Regions from separate parts of the Sus scrofa genome. Here region 2 is linked to region 1. The links are chromatin contacts, called in public HiChIP or PLAC-seq maps. All regions are on one chromosome and are shown on one strand. Each heading gives the region's core, a stretch centred on a gene start, on an enhancer-like site or on the middle of the called end of the contact. The rest is flanking DNA. Distances are from core to core; before and after follow the strand shown.

Region 1 (3,222 bases), core at 301-2,800:
TTAGCATGATACTCTTAAGGCCCATCCATATTGTTGCAGATGGCAAGATTTCATTGTTTTTTTTTTTTAATGGCTGAGTAATATTCCGTTGCACATTTATACCCTGCATCATCTTTATCCATTCATCCATTGATGGGCCTTTGTCTTGACTATTGAAATAATGCTGTGATGGACATAGGGGTGCCTATATCTTTTTTGAATTAGTGTTTCTTACTCTTTGGCTACATACCCAGAAATGAAATAGCTGGATCTTATGGTAGTTCTAAATGTTTTGAGGAATCTTCACACCTTCTTCCATACCGGCAGCACCAGTTTACATTCCTACTAGCAGTGTATGAGGTTCCCTTTTCTCCATATCCTTGCCAGCACTTGCTAGTTTTTGTCTTTCTCTCTTTTTTTTTTTTTTGGCATTTTTGCCTTTTCAAGGGCTGCTTCCCACGGCATATGGAGGTTCCCAGGCCAGAGGTCGAATTGGAGCTGTAGCCACCGGCCTGCGCCAGAGCCACAGCGACGCGGGATCCGAGCCGCGTCTGCAACCTACACCACAGCTCATGGCAACGCCAGATCCTTAACCCACTGAGCGAGGCCAGGGATTGAACCCGCAACCTCATGGTTCCTAGTCGGATTTGTTAACCACTGCGCCATGACGGGAACTCCTTGTCTTTCTCTTATAGCTAGTCTAATGGCTATGAAGTGATAGCTCATAGTTTTGAGATGGTGTACATCTCCTGTTTATGTCGTCTTTGGAAAAATGTCTGTTCAACTTCCCTGCCCATTTTTAATTCAGATTGTTTTTTGTTGTTGAATTCTATGAGTTCTTTATATATATATATTGGACATTAACTCTTTATTGGATGTGTGATTTGCAGATATCTTCCCCATTCAGTAAGTTGTCTGTTTTCTTGATGGTTTCTTTGCTGTGAAGAAGCTTTTCAGTTTGATGTAGTCCCATTTGTTTATTTATGCTTTTGTTTCTCTTGACTGAGGAGATCTAGAAAGATTTTGCTAAGACTTCAGTCAGAGAGCATACTGCTTAGTTTTCTGCTGGTAGTTGTATGCTTTTAGGTCTTACATTCAAGTCTTTAATCCATTTTGAATTGATTTTTGTGTATGGTGTGAGACAGTGGTCCAGTTTCATTTTTTTTGCATGTAGTTGTCCAGTTTTCCCAACACCATTGATAGAAGAGAGTGTTCTTTCTCCATTGTGTGTTCTATGCTGTTTTGTTGTCCGCATGTATGGGCTTATTTCTGTCTGTAAGATCTATCCATTAATATAAGTAGGGTGTTAAAGTCCCTACCGTTACTGTATTGCTGTTACTCTCTCCCTTTAGGCCTGTTAGCAATTGTTTTGTATATTTTGGTGCTCCTGTGTTAGGTGTAGTACTCACTGTTAGTCTCCTTGAAGACTTGTCTCATTTTATCATTGTATACTGTCCATTGTTGTCACTCTCTTTTTTTTTAAACCTTTTTTTGGCTTGAAGTCTGTTCTATCTGACAAAAGTATGACCACATCCACTCTCCTGAGGCCATGATTTGCAGTATCTTCCATCCCTTCACTCTGAGACTGTGTTTGCCTTTAGAGAGGAGGTGCATCTTGTGGACGCAGCATAGAGTTGTGCTGTGCTTTTTAATGCATCCATCCACTCTGTTTTTGATTGGTGAAGTTGATCAGTTTAAGTTTAGGGTGATTGTTGATAAATAAGGGCTTCATGTTGCCGTTTAATCTTTTGTTTTCTGGTTGCTTTACATCTCCATTGTTTCTTTCCCCTTGTGTTTCTGTTCGCTGTGTGGCTTGGTGGTTTTCTATGATACTTTTCTCAGTTTCCTCATTTTTTTTCTGGTTCCTGTTTCTGCTCTAGATTTATGTTTTGTGGTTCCCATGAGGTTTGTATAACACATCTCGTAGGTAAAATAGTCCTTTTTCTGTTGGTGGCGTTTTCATTTACTTCTATGGATTCCATCCTTTTCCCCTTCCCTCTTTGTGTTTTTTCTTATCTCACATGATCCCTTTTTATAATGTGTTTGTTACCAAATTGAAGTAGCTATAATTATTTTTTCTGTTTTCCCACCTTCCTTCCCCCCTTTAACCTTTATGCTGTAATAAAGTGCTTTAAAGCCTATTCTGATAAAAAGTTGCAGTTTTGTTACTCTACTTATCACCTTATTCAAAGTTTTGTGTACTTTGGCCTTTTTGTTTCTTATAGAAGGCAGGGCTGGTATTGCTGAATTCTCTCAGCTTTTGTTTGGTGAGGTCTTCATTTCTTCTTCACATTTGGATGGTAACTTTGCTGGCCAGGGTATTCTTGGGTGACAGTTTTGTTTTTGTTTTGTTTTTGTCTGTGCTTACAGTATGTGGAAGTTCCCAGGCCGGGAATGGAACCCATGCCATGGCAATGACCTGAGCCACAACGACGACAACACTGGATCCTTAATTGCTGAACCACAAGGGAACGTCACTGGGTGACAGTTTTTATCTTTCAGTATGTTGAGAATGTCATTCCATTCCCTCTTGGCCTGTAGGGTTTCTCTTGAGAAACTGCTAGTAGCCTGAGGGAGGGCTAGGGTTTCCTTTGTAGTTTTCTGTCTTTTTATCCTTGATTGACATTAAAATTCTTTGTCATTGATTTTTGACAAATTTAATATAGTCTGTATTAGAGAAGTTTTTTGTTTTTCTTTGCATTTGAGGTTATTAAATATTCTCTTAGTTTCATGGACTTGTATATACAGTTCCTTCTTCAGGCTTGGGAAGTTTTCTGCTATTATTTCTTTAAATAAACTCTCGGTTCCTTTCTCCTTCTGTTCTCCTGGGATACCCATTACCTCATGTTACCCTTCCTAAAGGAGTCTAATAGAATTGCCTCATTTTTTTTGAAGTGTCTTATTTCTTTTTTCTACTTTTAGATTTCTTAGTTTTCTATCTTCAATTCTGTCTTCCATATGGTCTGCTCTATTTCTGTTGCTTTATAATGTATTTTTCAACTCGTTCATTGAATTCTTCAGCTCCAGAATTTGTTTGGTTCCTTTTTAGAGTTTCAAGCTCTTTGGTAAAGTATTCCTTCTGTTCATTAATTTTATTCCTGAGCTCATTGAATTGCCTTTCTGAGTTCTCATGTAGCTTGTTGACTTTCTTCATGACACCTGTTTTGAATTCTCTGTCAGATCACAGGATCTGTGTTTTTAGTTTCTGCATAATTGTCATTCCTTTTTGTGTTACTGTTGTTC
Region 2 (3,222 bases), core at 452-2,951, 570 kb after region 1:
ACATTAAAAAAAAAAATCACTTTCTAAAATCATGTATTGCCTAAAGGGAGAGGGGACGTGAGACTCCAATTAAAAGAGCAATTTAGTACTTCATCTTTAAAGCATTAGCTGCCAAGAAGGTGAGGTTGAGACATAGAAAATAACCTACCTTTATTGGAAATATGTGGTATGTTTGGCCTAGGTGTGCATTACCTCATTTAACCCTCACAAACTCAAGAATCAACCCATTTGGGCATGAGAAAATCAGATCCCCATCTCCCAATCACCAATTCCCTGGATCTTTCCACAACTTCCTGGTGTTCCAACACAAAAACATACGTAAGAAAAAGAAGGTTTTGCCCATCACAGATATATACACAGCATTAGCAGATCAAGATGTCATGAAAAAGAGGAGAAAAAAGAGAAAAATGCATCCAGAGCTCCTGACTGCTATAGACAGGGAAACAGAGAAGTGGAGCAACTTTCCATAAGACTACGACATGATGAGCAAATGTTGCTTCCCTTAAAACCTGCTGTTAATAGTACCATCTCTGTGTCATAGTTCCCACAGAGCCAGAGAGTCACAGGAACCTTCCTCAGATGATGTTATGTACCTGGTTCTGGAGGGTACGAACCACATTCTGAGAATACTGAGAGGGGACCCCCCTGAGATCTGGCTTTTAGACACATGGGGAATAGGGTGTTCTCTGGCCTCCACAAGAAGCCACCTCATATTGTTACTGGAGACCTCTCCTTACCTCTTCCCTGGCCTGATATAATAGTAAGAGGGGGTTTTTTAATTCCACATTCCAATCCTGCTGCTTAATGTACTAATAAGGCTAATTTCTTTGAAATCAAGACAACTTTCTCATTTGCGAAACAGATATGTCTTATAGGGCTGTTATCAAGATTCAGTGGAATAATAAATTAAAATCATGGACTTGGAAAATAGACTTGTGGTTGTCAAGGGGGTGGGGAGTGGGATGGACTGGGAGCCTGGAGTTAACAGATGCAAATTATTGCCTTTGGAATGGATTAGCAATGAGATCCTGCTGTGTAGCACTGGGAACTATGTCTAGTCACTTATGATGGGGCATGATGTAAGAAAAAAGAATGTATACATGTATGTATAACTGGGTCACCATGCTGTACAGTAGAAAAAAAAATGTCTTGGAAAATAACAATTGATTACAATTAAAAAATAAAAATAAAATTTAAAAAATGATGACTACAAAGCCTGGCATATGGTTCCTATTATGTTTTGTCCAGCATAGAGTCCCTCTTTTTTCTGACCCAGACACTAATCTTCCAAACCTGTAGCTTTGGACATGCGTCTTCCTTGCCCAGAAACTTTCAATATACCTGATTGCTCAGTAGAGAAAAACAAAACCCTTAAATGTAGCATTAAGTCAACTCAACGCACCCTTCCAGACTTCCCTCCCACTCTTTATATTTTTTTTTCCTCACCCTCCATTCCTACTGAAATGGAATCCTTGTTTGTCCAGACCTGCCCTGAGTTCTTCTAATTCTAAGCTTTTCCTTTTTTGTTAACCTGGGATACCCTGTGTGTGTCTCTCACAGAGGTCTTGTGTAGAGAATGCCTTGATTTCTTGCATTCCCAGAAATGCCCAGGTCCTCTCCACCCTAAATATACTCTCAAGTGCCCAGGAGGGAAGGCTGGTTTCTCCCCGCTTCCTCTTCCCTCATGATCTGGCTATTACTCATCTCATCTTCACTTCCTCAATGAAGCCTTCCTGATGGCACAGGCTCGATCAGACCCCTCTGTTATTTACCTCCCCCTTCATGTACTTATGTCAGCAGTAGTCTTACATCTACTTCCATGATTAGTTCACTCATGTCTGTCTCTCCCCATAGAGGCCAGTTCTCAGATACAGAACTTGTACCTGTCTTGTTCCTCATTTTACACTCACACCTGGATTACAACAGATGCTCAATAAATTCTGATGACTGATTGGATGGAGAAAGGCCATTCTGTTTCAGATTCCTCTCCAAGCTCCCACTGACTCTTTATTTGCACCATTCTTACAGATTTTATTTTATCCTATCTTACATTAGGGTCCTTCCTGTACAAATATTATCTCCTGCCCCAGTTAACCAGCTCTTTATTGGTCATAACTATGACTTATGTATCTTTGAACCCTTCTTTGTGTCTACGAAAACGTCCTACAGGTAGGAAGCACTTAACAAGTGTTTATTGAGTTTAGCAAAATTCAGTGGAAACTGAAGGCTCTCCAGTCTTGAATGAGTGTAGTCTCCTCTACCTTCTCCAAAATCTGATCCAAAAACTGCAGGCTGAAAACTGAACCTTGATCAAGAGGCATGTCTTATGACACTCTGATTCACTTATCAGGAAATCAATGCACATCTAGGGATAAAAGCATTACTCTAATTCCATGAGAGGTACAAAAACATAAATAAAATTTTACCCCCAGTGAAATGTAACCCAGTGAATCAACAGAAGCTGATTACAATCCTGGGTTGAGACAGATCCTTCAGGGTGGATTCCATAATTGATTAATAATGTCTGCCATGGGCACAGCAAGGGAGAGGTACACTACATATGCCAGGTTTCTGCCTCCCTTTACACAAAAAGATAATGTCAAGCCAATAGTGTGAACAGTGTACACTGGAAGGATGCAGAGAAAGAGGAGATCACTACATCATGAGGAGGAAAGAGAGGAGATGGAAATTGAAGAAAAAGTGATACACAAATAAAGACTGAAGATCGAAGCAGGGAGGGGATAAAGGAAGATGGATTTGGAGTTTAAGATTAGCAGATGCCAACTATTATATATAGAATGGATAAACAAGGTTCTACAGAAATACACACAATGCAGAGAACTACATTCAATATTCTGTGATAAACAATAATGGAAAAGAATATGAAAAAGAATGAATATATGTACTTTGCTGTACAGCATAAATTAACACAACACTGTACATCAATTATACTTCAATAAAATAAATTTAACATAAAAGATAAAGGTAGGGAAAAGGTTTCCAGGATGGGGTACCCAACACAGACCAAGACACAGCAAAAGGACTCTTCAGGGGAGAGTGAGAAGCACAATTTGGCTGGGAAGGACACTTCTTGACTGAGATTAGTGAAGCATGTGGTTGAGAGGCCTTGGATGTCAGACTAGATCACTGGTGTCAGGAGCCATGAAAAGCTTGAGATTGGAAGTGAGGCACATGATAAAGTATAAAAGTAATTTGGTTTAT

The links. HiChIP or PLAC-seq counts read pairs in DNA pulled down with a chosen protein or histone mark.
Region 2: a contact with region 1 is called in an H3K27ac HiChIP or PLAC-seq map of alveolar macrophages. The contact joins two enhancer-like sites. A contact is called at or near these places in 4 of 47 Hi-C or Micro-C datasets (embryonic fibroblasts, heart right ventricle, liver and 1 more) and 1 of 2 datasets of contacts at active chromatin or transcription factors (alveolar macrophages).

What each region holds. Positions count from the first base shown.
Region 1 is chr13:1,763,146-1,766,367 of Sscrofa11.1, forward strand. All of the region lies in intron 7 of PIK3R4 (phosphoinositide 3-kinase regulatory subunit 4), which reads left to right. Among named protein-coding and RNA genes, the nearest start is that of PIK3R4, 34 kb to the left of the region's middle. Within about 2 kb of position 1,551, at least 7 of the 83 cell types and tissues checked have an H3K27ac peak or open chromatin away from gene starts, as enhancers often do. A contact at or near this core is called in alveolar macrophages, where this site is marked.
Region 2 is chr13:2,331,615-2,334,836 of Sscrofa11.1, forward strand. All of the region lies in intron 18 of LOC100517188 (collagen alpha-4(VI) chain-like), which reads right to left. Among named protein-coding and RNA genes, the nearest start is that of CAPN7, 120 kb to the right of the region's middle. Within about 2 kb of position 1,702, at least 3 of the 83 cell types and tissues checked have an H3K27ac peak or open chromatin away from gene starts, as enhancers often do. A contact at or near this core is called in alveolar macrophages, where this site is marked.